2 separate regions of the Rattus norvegicus genome follow, and region 1 is linked to region 2. Evidence: chromatin contacts called from public Hi-C data. All regions are on one chromosome and are shown on one strand. Each heading gives the region's core, a stretch centred on a gene start, on an enhancer-like site or on the middle of the called end of the contact. The rest is flanking DNA. Distances are from core to core; before and after follow the strand shown.

The links. A called contact is a pair of places that touch in the nucleus more often than the background predicts.
Region 1: a contact with region 2 is called in a Hi-C map of the A7r5 cell line, with 4 times the contacts expected there. The contact joins two enhancer-like sites. A contact is called at or near these places in 2 of 12 Hi-C or Micro-C datasets (the A7r5 cell line and kidney).

Annotation. Positions count from the first base shown.
Region 1 is chr16:37,673,631-37,680,067 of GRCr8, forward strand. All of the region lies in intron 2 of Galnt7 (polypeptide N-acetylgalactosaminyltransferase 7), which reads left to right. Among named protein-coding and RNA genes, the nearest start is that of Hmgb2, 47 kb to the right of the region's middle. Within about 2 kb of position 1,796, at least 14 of the 93 cell types and tissues checked have an H3K27ac peak or open chromatin away from gene starts, as enhancers often do. A contact at or near this core is called in the A7r5 cell line, where this site is marked.
Region 2 is chr16:37,424,395-37,430,719 of GRCr8, forward strand. It overlaps Galntl6 (polypeptide N-acetylgalactosaminyltransferase-like 6), which reads left to right. Exons shown (of 12, transcript NM_001135756.1): 10 at 115-231. Among named protein-coding and RNA genes, the nearest start is that of Galnt7, 160 kb to the right of the region's middle. Within about 2 kb of position 4,222, at least 39 of the 93 cell types and tissues checked have an H3K27ac peak or open chromatin away from gene starts, as enhancers often do. A contact at or near this core is called in the A7r5 cell line, where this site is marked.

The sequences.
Region 1 (6,437 bases), core at 546-3,045, 250 kb after region 2:
AGTAGTTGTGTGTTTGTTTGTGGGCTTTGAAGACAGGGTTTTGTGTAACCAAGACTGGCCTCCAACTCCCTTCATAGTGGAGGATGATCTTGAACTCTCTAATTCTCCCGTCTCTACCTTCTAAGGGCTGGGATTATAGGCATACACTACCACATCAACTTCAAGGTACTTAAAAAAATGAAGTTAAGGCTCTGGAGAGATGGCTCAGGATAAGAGCACTGACTGCTCTTCCAGAGATCCTGAGTTCAATTCCCAGCAACCACATGGTGGCTCACAACCATCTGTAATGGCATCCGATGCCCTCTTCTGCTGTGTCTGAAGAGAGTGACAGTGTACTCACATACAAAAAGTAAACAAATCTTAAAAAAAAACAAAACAGTGAAGTTAGGTGGCAACGATTAATTGATAAATAAATTCCAGGACACATTTTATGTGTCTTTAAATATTTGTTTTGGTTGGTTTCCTGAAGCACTATTTTCTTATCTGTGTGCTAGTCATTCCAACTCCTGGATGGCCACAATTCATTTTTCTGGTCCTTTATTTTGGGACATTCGGAACCATTCCTAGCTCCCCACTGTTGCAGAAATGCTGTGATGACTCGGTCTTTGTGTTCATTGCTAGTCATCTCAGTAGAACAGATCTCTGAGTGTCCAGGCCAGAGAACTGGCCTTTCCTCCATAGTAGTTTTCAATTCTGGAGTCTTTCCCTCTCCCTCTCCCTCTCCTTCTCCCCCTCCCCTCCATCCCCTCCCTCCTGCTGTCCACATCCAGTTTGCACGTGGCAATGATGTCATACAGAATGGAATTGTCTTGCCTTTTCTCTTATTCCTTCCTGTTTGACAACAACCTCCTTCACACATTGGCTGATCAACTCAAAATTCTTGGAGGACTTTGAGAAGAAGGTGAAAGTTCATGGCCCATTTTCCCAAGTGGCAGAGGCCTTCTTGAGATGTTGAAATGTGTTAAGTTCTTGGGTTCCTCGTGAGGTTTTTCAAGGAACATGAACTAGAATGTTTTCCAAAATCTTGGGTTTGAGCCTTCCTGGCATCTGCCTTCTTCGGGATGAAAATTTACATACATATGCTCCCGGTTCATAGAACCTGAGTCCACCATGCATGAAATGCACTGCCTGATACCTAGCAGCAGCTCAGTCTTCTTTTCTTTTTTTTTTTTCTTTTCTTTTTTTTTTTCGGAGCTGGGGACCGAACCCAGGGCCTTGTGCTTGCTAGGCAAGCGCTGCAGCAGCTCAGTCTTAATGAGTTTCAGAGGGCATTCTGTAAAAGTACTGCACCATTGCACCAGAAAAGAAGATGGGAAGTAGAGATGTACTGTAGTAGAGTGTTACCTGCCGCACAACAACCCCGGTCAGTCCCTAGCACCACCCTCCTGACCCATGGAGGCAGTTGGAGCAGGAGTTCGAGGCCAGCCTTATCTCAGGGTGAATTGGGGGCATTGGGGGCGGGGGCAGTAAAGATTCTCTTATGCCAGAAAAGAAGTAGACTCACAATTTCTTGAAATAGGATTATTAGTCTCCTCTTCTTTACTAACTATTCCCTGTATGTCCGTTACACTACATGTTAAATGAACTACCTGGACCCTAATGCTTCCAATGACCGAAATCACTGAGCATGGTTGACATAGTCACATCAGCTGCCAAAGCCAACTGGCCAGGGAGGTAATAAATGCTAGCTGTATTATGTGCTCTTCTCAACCTCTCTCAACTTTACAGTAGAGTCTGGGTGCTGTGCCTCCTTCGTTTGCAGTAGAGTATGAGTCGTGATGTAAGACTCCACAGCAAGGCACTGCAGAGTCTTCGATATCTAACGATTCTGTCTGGAAAGTATCCAGTAACACCAACCCGATGTTACCACGCTACCCTGCGAGTGCCTACCTCTTCTTCAGTCATTAACAGAGTTGAAATGTGCTTTTGGAAATGCCAGCCCTCCATATGGTGGAGGCGAGTTCCTTATTGTAATTAGAGCACCATGAAGGCGTATCGCCACTCACCGAGTGAAGAAATGTGGAGCGGAAGATGACTCAATAAACATCTGAGGGAATGTTTGCAAAGTGTGATCTTCAAATCTGTGCTGAACTTCAGCTCTCAACCTGTTCTCTGCACAACTGTTTGTAATGGCTTGCGCTTGGCACATTGCCACTGTTGCCACTGAAGGCTTCATCTAAGCAGAGCCCAGTGAAACTCATTACCGTATGCATCTAGCATAAGACCCGGTGTTTAATAAAATAAAAAAATAAAATAAAATAAATAACTCCCATCTGGACCTCAAGCCAAGAATAGTTTACTTCAGCTGAACAATGGGTTTCTTAAACATAGATTTGATGAGGTTCTACTGCTAGAAAAATTCTGCATGGCAGACTCATAAGACGTATCTAGAAAGTAAGGGTGTACCCGTCAGCAGAATGCAGGCGGGCTCTGTCGTCGGTGTGTTCTTCGTGAGCAGTGCGTCAGACCCTTCACACTCTGCGAAGCACCTTATACATTGCACTCTTGCTTCTCTCTCTACCCTCTTTCCTTCTCCATTCCTTCTGTTTTTAACTTCCGGGATGTCCATTCTCTGTCTTTGTGAGGTGCCTGAAATCCCTCACAGAATGAGCAAAGCCTACATTAATTAACTAGCTTGGAGACGCCAACCCACACATCTGGGCACGGTCTACAGGGTGTCGATCCTTCACTCTCTTAGTGGTTGCTGTTTTAGCTCAAGTATATTGGTGTTTGATAAGCTGGCATTTCTATAAAATTAGAATATCATATGCAAGCTCATATGTGAAACGAGAGTCCAATATAGCTATAAACATATGGCTTGCACTGTGAAGTGTTCTTTTTTCTTTTCTTTTCTTTCCCAGGGAGTTTTGAAGAAATATACAAGAACATATGTCCTGGCCTAGGACTCACTGCCAGATTTTTTTTTTTTTGACTGTGGTTTGAGATTTCAGATCATTAACTGGACACATCTGTCTGAGTATGTTTTTCTTTAAAAAAAAAAAAAAGAGAGAAACTCTGAAGGAAGCTATCCCAAAAAAACACAGTTTAGCATTCCTAAGGGTTTTTTTAAACATATTTAATGTCCTCGACCGTTCAAAGCAGGCAGAAATCCTCCAGGCTGTGTGGCCGTCATTTTTGTTAGTAGCTAAGCATTCCTTCTGTCTGGGTGAAAATGCATAAGTTATTTTCCTATTTGCTTTATAAGCATGTACTTGTAAGTGATGGTGAGGAAACTTATGGCCTAAGGGAAAGAACTTTAAAGCTAGAACTGAAGGATTCACTCTTAAAACCACTTCCATTGTTAACTTTGACTGGGCAAGTCATACAACCTAAAGTCCTCAGTTCCTATACGTAGAAAATGAATGATTTTTTTAAAAAAAAATCTTGTCTTGCAAGAGACTTGGATGAGATGATATGTGTGGGAGAGCTTTGGAAAGAGTGAGTGAGGGCTATGAGAAATACACTTCCTGTCTGGGAAGGAATGAACAGTGTACTTGATAACAGAACCACCGGTTTTCTGACCCAATCGTCCAGAGTTCTAAGAGCCTTTCAGGGATGCTGAACACGTGCTTAGAAATGATGCTCTAACATTTCTCATGGGCACTCAAGTCTCTGCTCTGTGTCCAGTACAGTGCTGTCCACCCAGCTGCCCATACTTTGTCCTCTGACTCTGGCCTGAGTGTCTGTGATGCCACCTGTCTTCATAGCAGAGAGGCATAAGGTCACCATGTTTATCATCAATCCGCTGTACAAGTCTCTCTCTCTCTCTCCTGTGTCTTCTTGCACAATCCTCAAGAATCCCATAGCTTCCACTTCCTGTTTGGCTTGCTGGACACTGTTACAGAGCAGGAGTACCAGCTGAGGTGCAGCTGTTCTCCTCATGATTAGTGGCCTCTGTCCCAGGCTGCCACAGGGAACACCAGCTGAGTTGTCTGAAGATGACATCACATCTAACTGCTCTGTCCATTTAGGAACTGTGAATTCTAGCCATAGCATGAGTGTGTTAAGGATCATTGGCAGAGGATGCTGAACGGAGATCTGAGGGGAAGGAAGGGTGACGTCATGGCTAATGATGTAGCTGTATCTCACTATGGGGTGACAGGATATTGACTGTCACAGAAGAATGGAAAGGAATACATTCCGAGTTTGCCTATTTTTCATTGTATTTATTATCGGGGTGTCTGGAAATGAAAAGGGAAAGGTGTGCAAGTGGCACTTTATATGTAGAACAGAGCAGTTAGTAAGTTGGCTCCCTCCTTCCACCTTTATGTTGCTTCTGGGGACTCCCTTGTACCAGCTGCACCATGGCGCTGGCCCACATGCCAATCAGCAGTGGCCACAGCGTCCTAGTCAGGTGACTAGGTTGTATACAGTGCCCAAGTCTGTGTCATTTGTTGCTTCTTCTGTAGCTCTTAGGATTCAGCATGGAAAGGTTTTAGGAACTGCTGCGCTGAGGCAGCCCCCTTCTCCGTTAACCCACTGATTGCTTGGTTATAACTAACCTTCAGACGGGGATCGGGCCTCAGTGCGAGACTCTGCTATCAGGAATTAATGCTGGAACCCAGCTGGAACCAGAGCACTTGTCTGACACCGTGTGCACGTGGCAGACAACTGTCATTTATTGAGACTGAGCTGATCTGAGGTGACCAAGCCAAATCTACACACTGGCCTTACCTTCATATTTGCTCTGGGTTCCAACTGTGGTACCACATAGTAACTCAAGCAAGAGTTACTGTGAGCTGCTGGACTTGCTCCATTACTTGGTTTTGATATGACAGGTGATATACTTGAATATTTTTTTCCAGGCACAGCCATTAATTCTATGTCCGTCGACTTTATTTTCAACCTCCCCAAAGAATATAAGATTTATTATTCTCCCTTCCAATAATATTTGACTCGTTAACAAAGAAAAATACATGGTGTTTTATGACATCAGGCAGTGCTGAAAAAAAGTAGACCTGTAAACATTTTTTAAATCAAATCAACAAATATGTGTTGAGAATTGACATAATCATGAAATTCTATTTGGGCAGAACTGAGCTTAGCTTTTCTGGTATTTTCATTTTGCAGATAATAGGCTGAGTGAGTTCTATTACCAAAGACTGAATTTTGACCTTCAGGGGAGGACTGACTAATAAGAACATTAGAGAAAAGTAATTAGTGTCTGACAGCGAAGGAAAAGGGCACAAGCTCTTTGCGGATGCAAGTTGAAGAAAATGGTTAGGATACAAACAAACTGTAAATCGACTCCATTGTGCATGGTCAAAGAAAGACCGTAGTATTAAGAAAGGGCCGGGGGAGGCTAGAATATGTACCCCGCCCTCTGTCCTGTAGAGAGCGAGCCTGGGTCATCTAGGAAGTCTGGTCAGAAGCCCTTGCTGTACCCAAGGAAGGGGGTGTGGACCCTTCAGAACTGTGACACCGACCACAATTTTCTTTTTGTTTCTTTTTTTTTCCAAAATTACTATTTTTTTAATTTACTGTACATCCTGATTGCATCTTCCCCTCCTTCCTATCCCCCAAGTCTCCTCCCTCTCCTTTCCCCTCCCTCCACCTTTGTTTCCCCCCTTCCTCCTCAGGAGAGGCCTCCTGTGGATATCAAACCACCTTGGCATATTAAGTTGCATCTTCTAGATGGCCTAGATGCATCTTCTCCTTTTGTGGCTAGGCAAGGCAGCCCAGTTAGAGGAAAGGGATGCAAAGGCAAGCAACAGAGTCAGAGACAGCCCCTGCCTGCCCCAGCTGTTAGGAGTCCTGCATGAAGACCCAGCTGCACAACTGTTACATATGTACTGAGGGCGCAGGTCTGTCCCATGCATGCTCTCGGTTGATATTTCTAATTTAGGTAACATATATTGCTTCCTAATGCTAACATTCATCTATGCAAAGTGTTTTTAAAACCTACCAAGTGAGATACCACCTGGAGAGGCCATCTTTAGCCCATCTTTCTCTAACTTCATCAATGACTAGAGAGAAACTCTCCAAGAGGAGACAGATACATGGCTTGCTTTACTGATCGACTAGTTAAACTCTTGAACACATGTATAGAACAAGCTTAGATTTAGTGAAAATATTAAGGTTAACACGCTAGATGTGGTAGTTACTTAAAAAACAAATCTTGGCAACTAGCTAAGCTAAAACAAGTAGGTGAAAGGTACCTGTTGGACTGTCTGATGGAAACCAAGATCACACAGGACATATGACAGTCACTGGAGATTCAGAACCAGGAGGGAAAAATGAACAAACAAAGCCACATGTCTGTTAAACACTCATCTCCACTTGACTTTTTCTCTCTTACGTTCTCTATGAAAAGCTTTTTCTCTGTCAAACCCTTGCCTCGCCATGCAACTATAACTAGAAACTAACTGCAGTCACACAAGCTCAGAATCCAAAGGAACTTCATTGTCCCGGCTGGGACAAGTGTTCCCTGCTAGTCC
Region 2 (6,325 bases), core at 2,972-5,471:
CAAGGTGTGTTTCTAGTCCTGTCATCAAAAAGACAGACCAAGGAAGACCTTTATAGATCCCAGGATTGTCAGGAATAGTGACACGGCCCCGTGCTTGATGTACTCTTGATACAGATTCGAAATGTGGCAGCAAACTTATGTGTGGATAGCAAGCATGGAGCCATGGGGACCGAACTGAGGCTGGACATCTGTGTGAAGGATGGTTCCGAAAGGACATGGTCTCACGAACAGGTGAGTCAGACTTCATGGGAGTAGAGGCAGGTGTCGGGGAGGGGCTGGGAATATCGTGGAGGGACAGAATGGGAAGAAGCTTCTGGGTGGTACATTTGGAACTTGGATGAAGTCATGGTTTGTCACCAACCAGATCTATAGTTAGTGAGTTACTGTCTGCCTCTGCTTCTGTTTCTTGTCAAAAGAATCATGATAATCAATCAGGGTAACAGGTAAAAACTTATAAGGGTTTGTGTGAAAGCTCGGCCAGGAAAGTGCTTCTCACACACACGTCAGAACTTGAGTCTGCTCTTCTAGAACCCATGTTTCCAAGGCTGAGTGTGTTGGCAGTGCTTGGAATCCCAGGTCTGCTGAAGCAGAGGCAGGCAGAACAATAGTGATCGCTAGCCAACCCCCAGGGCCTACATAGTGAGTTCCAGGCCAGTAAGACCCTCTAAGGGAGAGGTAGACAGAAGCTGAGGGATGATACTTAACCTTAAGTGCCCTCTGACCCCAACACTTGTGTGTGTGCACATGACATGGTCAAGGACAGCAGTGCCCAGTAATAAGGAGCTAAAACCATGAGACAAAGGAGTTGGGGTGCAGATAAATAAAGACAAGGCATGTTCAGAAATGCCACAATGAAGCCCATTATTTTGTGGCTTTATTTATCTATATGTACATGTGTTTATGTGTTGCATGCACATACCTACACACATGCATAGAAACCGGAAGAAGGCCTCGAATTTCCTCACCTAACACTGAATAGCTATTCCTCTGAGTGTCTTCCTTATTCTATGGCTTGCATTTTCTTCCTAGGCCGGAAGCCAGCAGTCTCTAGCGCTCTGCTGTCCCTATCACACCTTCTCTGAGCTGGGGTCACAGTCGCAGGCCTATGCATGACTCTGGAGATCCTAACCAGTCCTCGTGATTGTTCAAGAAGACCTCTTGGACCACTGGGCCCTCTCTCCAGCCCCTTGCAGACTAACTCAAAAAAAACTAATTTTTTAATAAAGGAAGTGATGTAATCTTACCACCTTCCCCAAAATAGAAGTTTTCAAGACAATGAACCTAGAAAGGCAAGGAAACTCATCCAAAAAAAAAAAAAAAAAAAAAGACTGTGTGTTTGAGACTTCCGTTAACCTTAGTTTTCCCTCTGGCTGTGCATTAAAAGTAATGCAAGGCCTCCTGTTGCAATAGCAGTTTTTAATCATGCATGTAAACGAGAACTGAGGTGGCAGCACCCCAACATAGACTCCACAAGATGTTTTCAGACAATGTATTGCTTTGATTGAAAGACATTTCAGTGCAGCTCTATTTAAGGAAAGTGTGATTTCGAATCCAATCTAGGACTTTGAAGTCTTTGTAAAAGGGTCTCTCCTTAAATCGTATTGCCTGTGAGGGAGAAACGATAGTGTTCAGAGCTGCATGGCCCTTTGGTTCTTCATTTCTGAAGAATGAAATATTTCAATTAGAAAGCTATAGGATGTGTCACACAGACTCAGGAAGAATCAATAGCTGTTGTCATAGTTACAAAGAAAAACAACTGATAAGTACAGATAAGGCTTCTCCCATCTTTCTTCTCTTTGCAGAAGGAGAAACCCACAGTTGGGGCATCATCCCCTGACAGGGTTTTGAGTTTCTCAGAACAGACCACAACAACTGTCTTAAGAAAATAACAAAAAATATGCAAGTATGTCCCTGTTGGCATAACTGCACGGGTCTAGCCCTCACGCATCTCTATCGCACACTGACCAAGAATAGGTTCAATTAAAACATTCTTGTGTTCCAGGGACTAAGCCACTACCTCAAGACTATACATGGACTGACCCTGGACTCTGACCTCATAGGTAGCAATGCATATCCTAGTAAGAGCACCAGTGGAAGGGGAAGCCCTGGGTCCTGCTAAGACTGAACCCCCAGTGAACTAGACTATGGGGGGAGGGCGGCAATGGGTGGAGGGTTGGGAGGGGAACACCCATAAGGAAGGGGAGGGGGGAGGGGGATGTTTGCCCGGAAACCGGGAAAGGGAATAACACTCGAAATGTATATAAGAAATACTCAAGTTAATAAAAAAAAGAAAAAGAAAAAGAAAAAAAAGAAAAAAAAACATTCTTGTGTTTTGGAAAAATTCCGTACCTTACGTATAAATTCCACACAAAAGAATATTGACCAAAACAAACTATCGAGCAATGATCCTACCCACTAAAGTTCATAAGAGGTTGTTCAAGTACCCTTCTCTCCTCCCCACACTCTCTTCCCACCCCTCCTCCATCCTGAATTACAATTGGAGAACTAGGATGCTGGGAACACAGCAAGTTCAAAACCCAGTCATGGATTAATCTCATCAGATAACATCGACACCCTCTAACACCACGTGCTTGCTGGTCATCTATGTTTTTTAAAGGATGTAGGGCCTTAGAATCAGGCCAACGTGGACTTCACTTTAACCCATCAGCCTGTGAAACTGTTCAGTTCTTCTAGGTCAGAGGTTCTTCATCATTAAATAGGGGCAACAATCCCCCGCCTCCCGTACAGTATTCTCTGAGGAGAAATGATGCCTGCGATGTAACATTGACACCTACAGTAAGTCAGTGTAGTCACTGTCCTTCTCCCTCCATCACCACACACGTGCCTGCACTCGCAGGTGCACACGCACACATGCACATGCATGTACACACATGTCACACTCTCAGGTGTGACATGGCCATGTTGGTCCATTCCCAGGATAATCATTAACTTCCGGCTCTTGTGCACGTCAGCATATCTTGAAGTATGGACAATTACCAGAAGGTTCTGTGGCTCTCAGATGTGGTGAACTCAATGGCTTCCTCTTCCTCTGAATCTTCCTATAATCGTTGCTGGGCTGCTGCCAGGCTTCAGAGGAATAGTGTTGGTCAGCACTTCCAATAAGCAGCCCAGACTCCAGCCTGAGAGCAAGCAAGAACGCCCAAGAGTCTATCAGTAAGACTAGAATTTGGAGCACTTAGAAAGAACATTCTCTAAAATTAAGGAGAGATGTCATGAGAAAAAATGTCCCTTCTTGGGCTAAGTTCCTATCTTCTTTTCAGCCCAAACAGGAAACAAACTCAGATGGCTTATGGGGATATGTGTCTTTATACCTAAGCCAGGTTTTTCTAAACAGGAAACTTCCAGAATGGGATGTGCTCTGGCCTGAATTTTTTATTTGACAGCTGAAAACGAATACGAACAAACTATTGGTTTGTTTTGTTTTTGTATTGGTTGTTTATTTTCCTTAGGCTAAACTGCGGGGGGGGGGGGGGATTATAGCATGTAAATTAACAAATGGTCACCAGAGGGCAGCACTAGACAAGAAGAAAACTCAACACAGGCAGGAGAGAAGGGGAAATCCCTGTAGTTAATACAGCTCTTCCCAAAGATTTCGTCCCCGGGGAGCCTAAAGATGGGGCTAGGAGGAGATTAGAAGTTGTGGGGAGAAGAGACTTGAATCCTGTTTGAAACTGTGTGTCACTGTATACTGGCTTGGTACAGGCAAACTCATTTTGCAGTAATTAACGTAAGGCTTATTCGACACTGTGCTTAAAGATTTGTAAGTTTTAATTCACCCTTTTACAATTAGACTTAAGTTCCTGGGTGAGAAATACATCGGACCGTGGAAATGTGATATTCATTTTAATTCCAAAGCTGTTAGAGTGACGAAATGAATGAGTAAACAAACTTGTTACAAAGCAACAAAGAGGGGTCCGCTGAAGCATACCTTTCTAAGGAAAACCTTCTGCAGCACACTAGGACTAATCCGGCTCCTGTGCGGGAAGCAGGCATATGATTCATCCTTTCGGGGTCATCTGCTGAGCTGTTTGATATCGCTCTAGCATTGTGTGCTGGCTCCCAGTTTCCTCTAGGGATCAAGAAAGAAAAACAAAAATAGATTCAAATAAGAATGTAAGATCTGGAAGGCACCTCCTCCAGTCCGCATTCTGAGGACAGGGAGGGGCGGAAGAGAGGAGGCGTGCTCTGTCTGGCCTAGTTTAGCTGTTCTCTCCACAGGCCCAGCAGCAGGCACTGGAAGCTCTTGCAGGGAGGAAACTTTGCAGACCTTTCTATCCTGCTGAGGAAGCTGACAGATTTTTCCTCTTTCCAAGGCCTGGAGGGAGACATAGGCAAACAGAAATCTGAGCACGTCAATACATGCAGAGAAAGAACGTGGCCTTTCTTTGGGAATAAACAAGCCCACTGTCAGGACCCCCGCATTCTCACGGGTACAGACTGAAGGAAGAAACCCGTTGTAACTCGGATTCCTGCAAACTACATAACAATGAAATAAAATATAACTTCCCACAGAGAGAATAAACTGTTTTTCAATTGTCTCCTCAGGATGCCAGATTAAGATAAGTGTATTTGCAGCTCCAAGGTAGAGAGTTTATTTGTATAGTATAATACAATATATAATACAATACAGACCCGGACAATGTTACACCCACCGCATGCATATAAAAGCAAAACAACGGGTCATGATTCAAAAATCTGTATTTTAAAGTATCACTCAAACGAAGAAAAAGGAGAAATTGACATCCATTTACTTTTAAACTAATAATTTGCGTTTTGTTTTTTGTTTTTTGTTTTTTTTAAATCAAGCTCTTTTGTTAAGAAAAGCTAGATACTCCCAAGAAAACCTAGATACTTCTGGTTAGTAAAAATATGACCCAGGACTGGGAGGCAGACTGTGAATGTCACAGTAAGTTCCAAAATACACACAATAAGTTTCACAATTCAGGCTCATTTCAACTTTGGTGAAAATGTGTCTAACAGGGGATTGGTTTGACATGACCGTTGGCTAAGATAAATGGCGAACGGAAGCATTTCAAAGACATAAGAGAGAAAAAATGTTATTGGAAGGTTCAGAAAAAGAAAGCAATTGGTATAATTTGATGATTTATCGCCTGGGGCCCAGGACTGCAATCACCAGGTAATAATAACAAGAAAAGTGGAGAATACCTTATGAAAATTTCCTTCCAACAATCGATCTACAGATGTAAGGAAGATCATTACCCTACAATAACAAACCTAGAAACAGGAAGCAAAAGTTCGCCCAGATATAATTACGACAATAGATGAAGCCTAAGAACAAATCGGCTGTCATTCAGATATTCTTGGGGCTTAACTGATCCATTTCATGAAAAATAGGCGAGCACGGAATGCACAAAGCCTAGATATTTGAGGCAGGAGTCACAACTGTCCAGCGAAGCTCTGTGCTAGGTGGGGATTTACAATCCCTTCCATCTTTAGGCTTCTGAGTATATTGAAGCTAAGACATAGACGAGGGGAGCGGGGTACACACTCGACAGTCTCTTGCCACGGGGAGAGACAGTTTCTCTAAGAGTACAGTCCTTGGTAAACCACTCTCTCCAGTCGAAGAATATTTGAGGGAGCAGGAGGGAGAAGGGAATCTAGGAGGAGTTGGAGGAGGGGTGAATATGATAAAAACATTATGTGAAACTCTGGAAGAACTAAGGAGAATAGGGAAGAAGAAATGGAGAAAGAGATGAGGAAAAGAAAGAAAAAAATGCAGCAGCATATGAGCCAGAAGCAAGGCAGCGAGCCCTGTTCCTTCACAGACTCATCTCCCACCCCCCAGTTCCTGTCGTCCTCCCCCCTCGACGATGAACAGTAAACTCTAAGCCAAAGGAACCCTTTCCTCCCCTAAAGTTAGACGAGTACATGATAAAAATCTTAAGTCTAGTTGGCCTCTTTGATGATTAATTTTCATTTCAACACGACTGCATTTGGAATCACCTAGGAAACACATCTCAGGCTGTGGGGAGTGGCTTTTCCTGAGAGGCTTAGCTGAGGAGGGAAATACTGGGTGAGAAGCCCATGCATTAGCATGTAGCCATGTAGCCATGTAGCCATGCTGACTGAATGTGAGGCGGTTAGCCACACTGTATCTGATGTCAAGAAGCAGAAAGGGATGAACCCTTGCTATTTTCTTCCCTTTTCCCCCTTTTTATATAGTCTATGGCCCCAGCCCATAGAATGGTACCACCCAAAATTCTGGAGGGTCTTTCCTCCCCGGCTAAAGCTCCTTTTCTGACTGCAGAGTGGCCACCTGACAGACTCCAGCCCTTCTCTACAA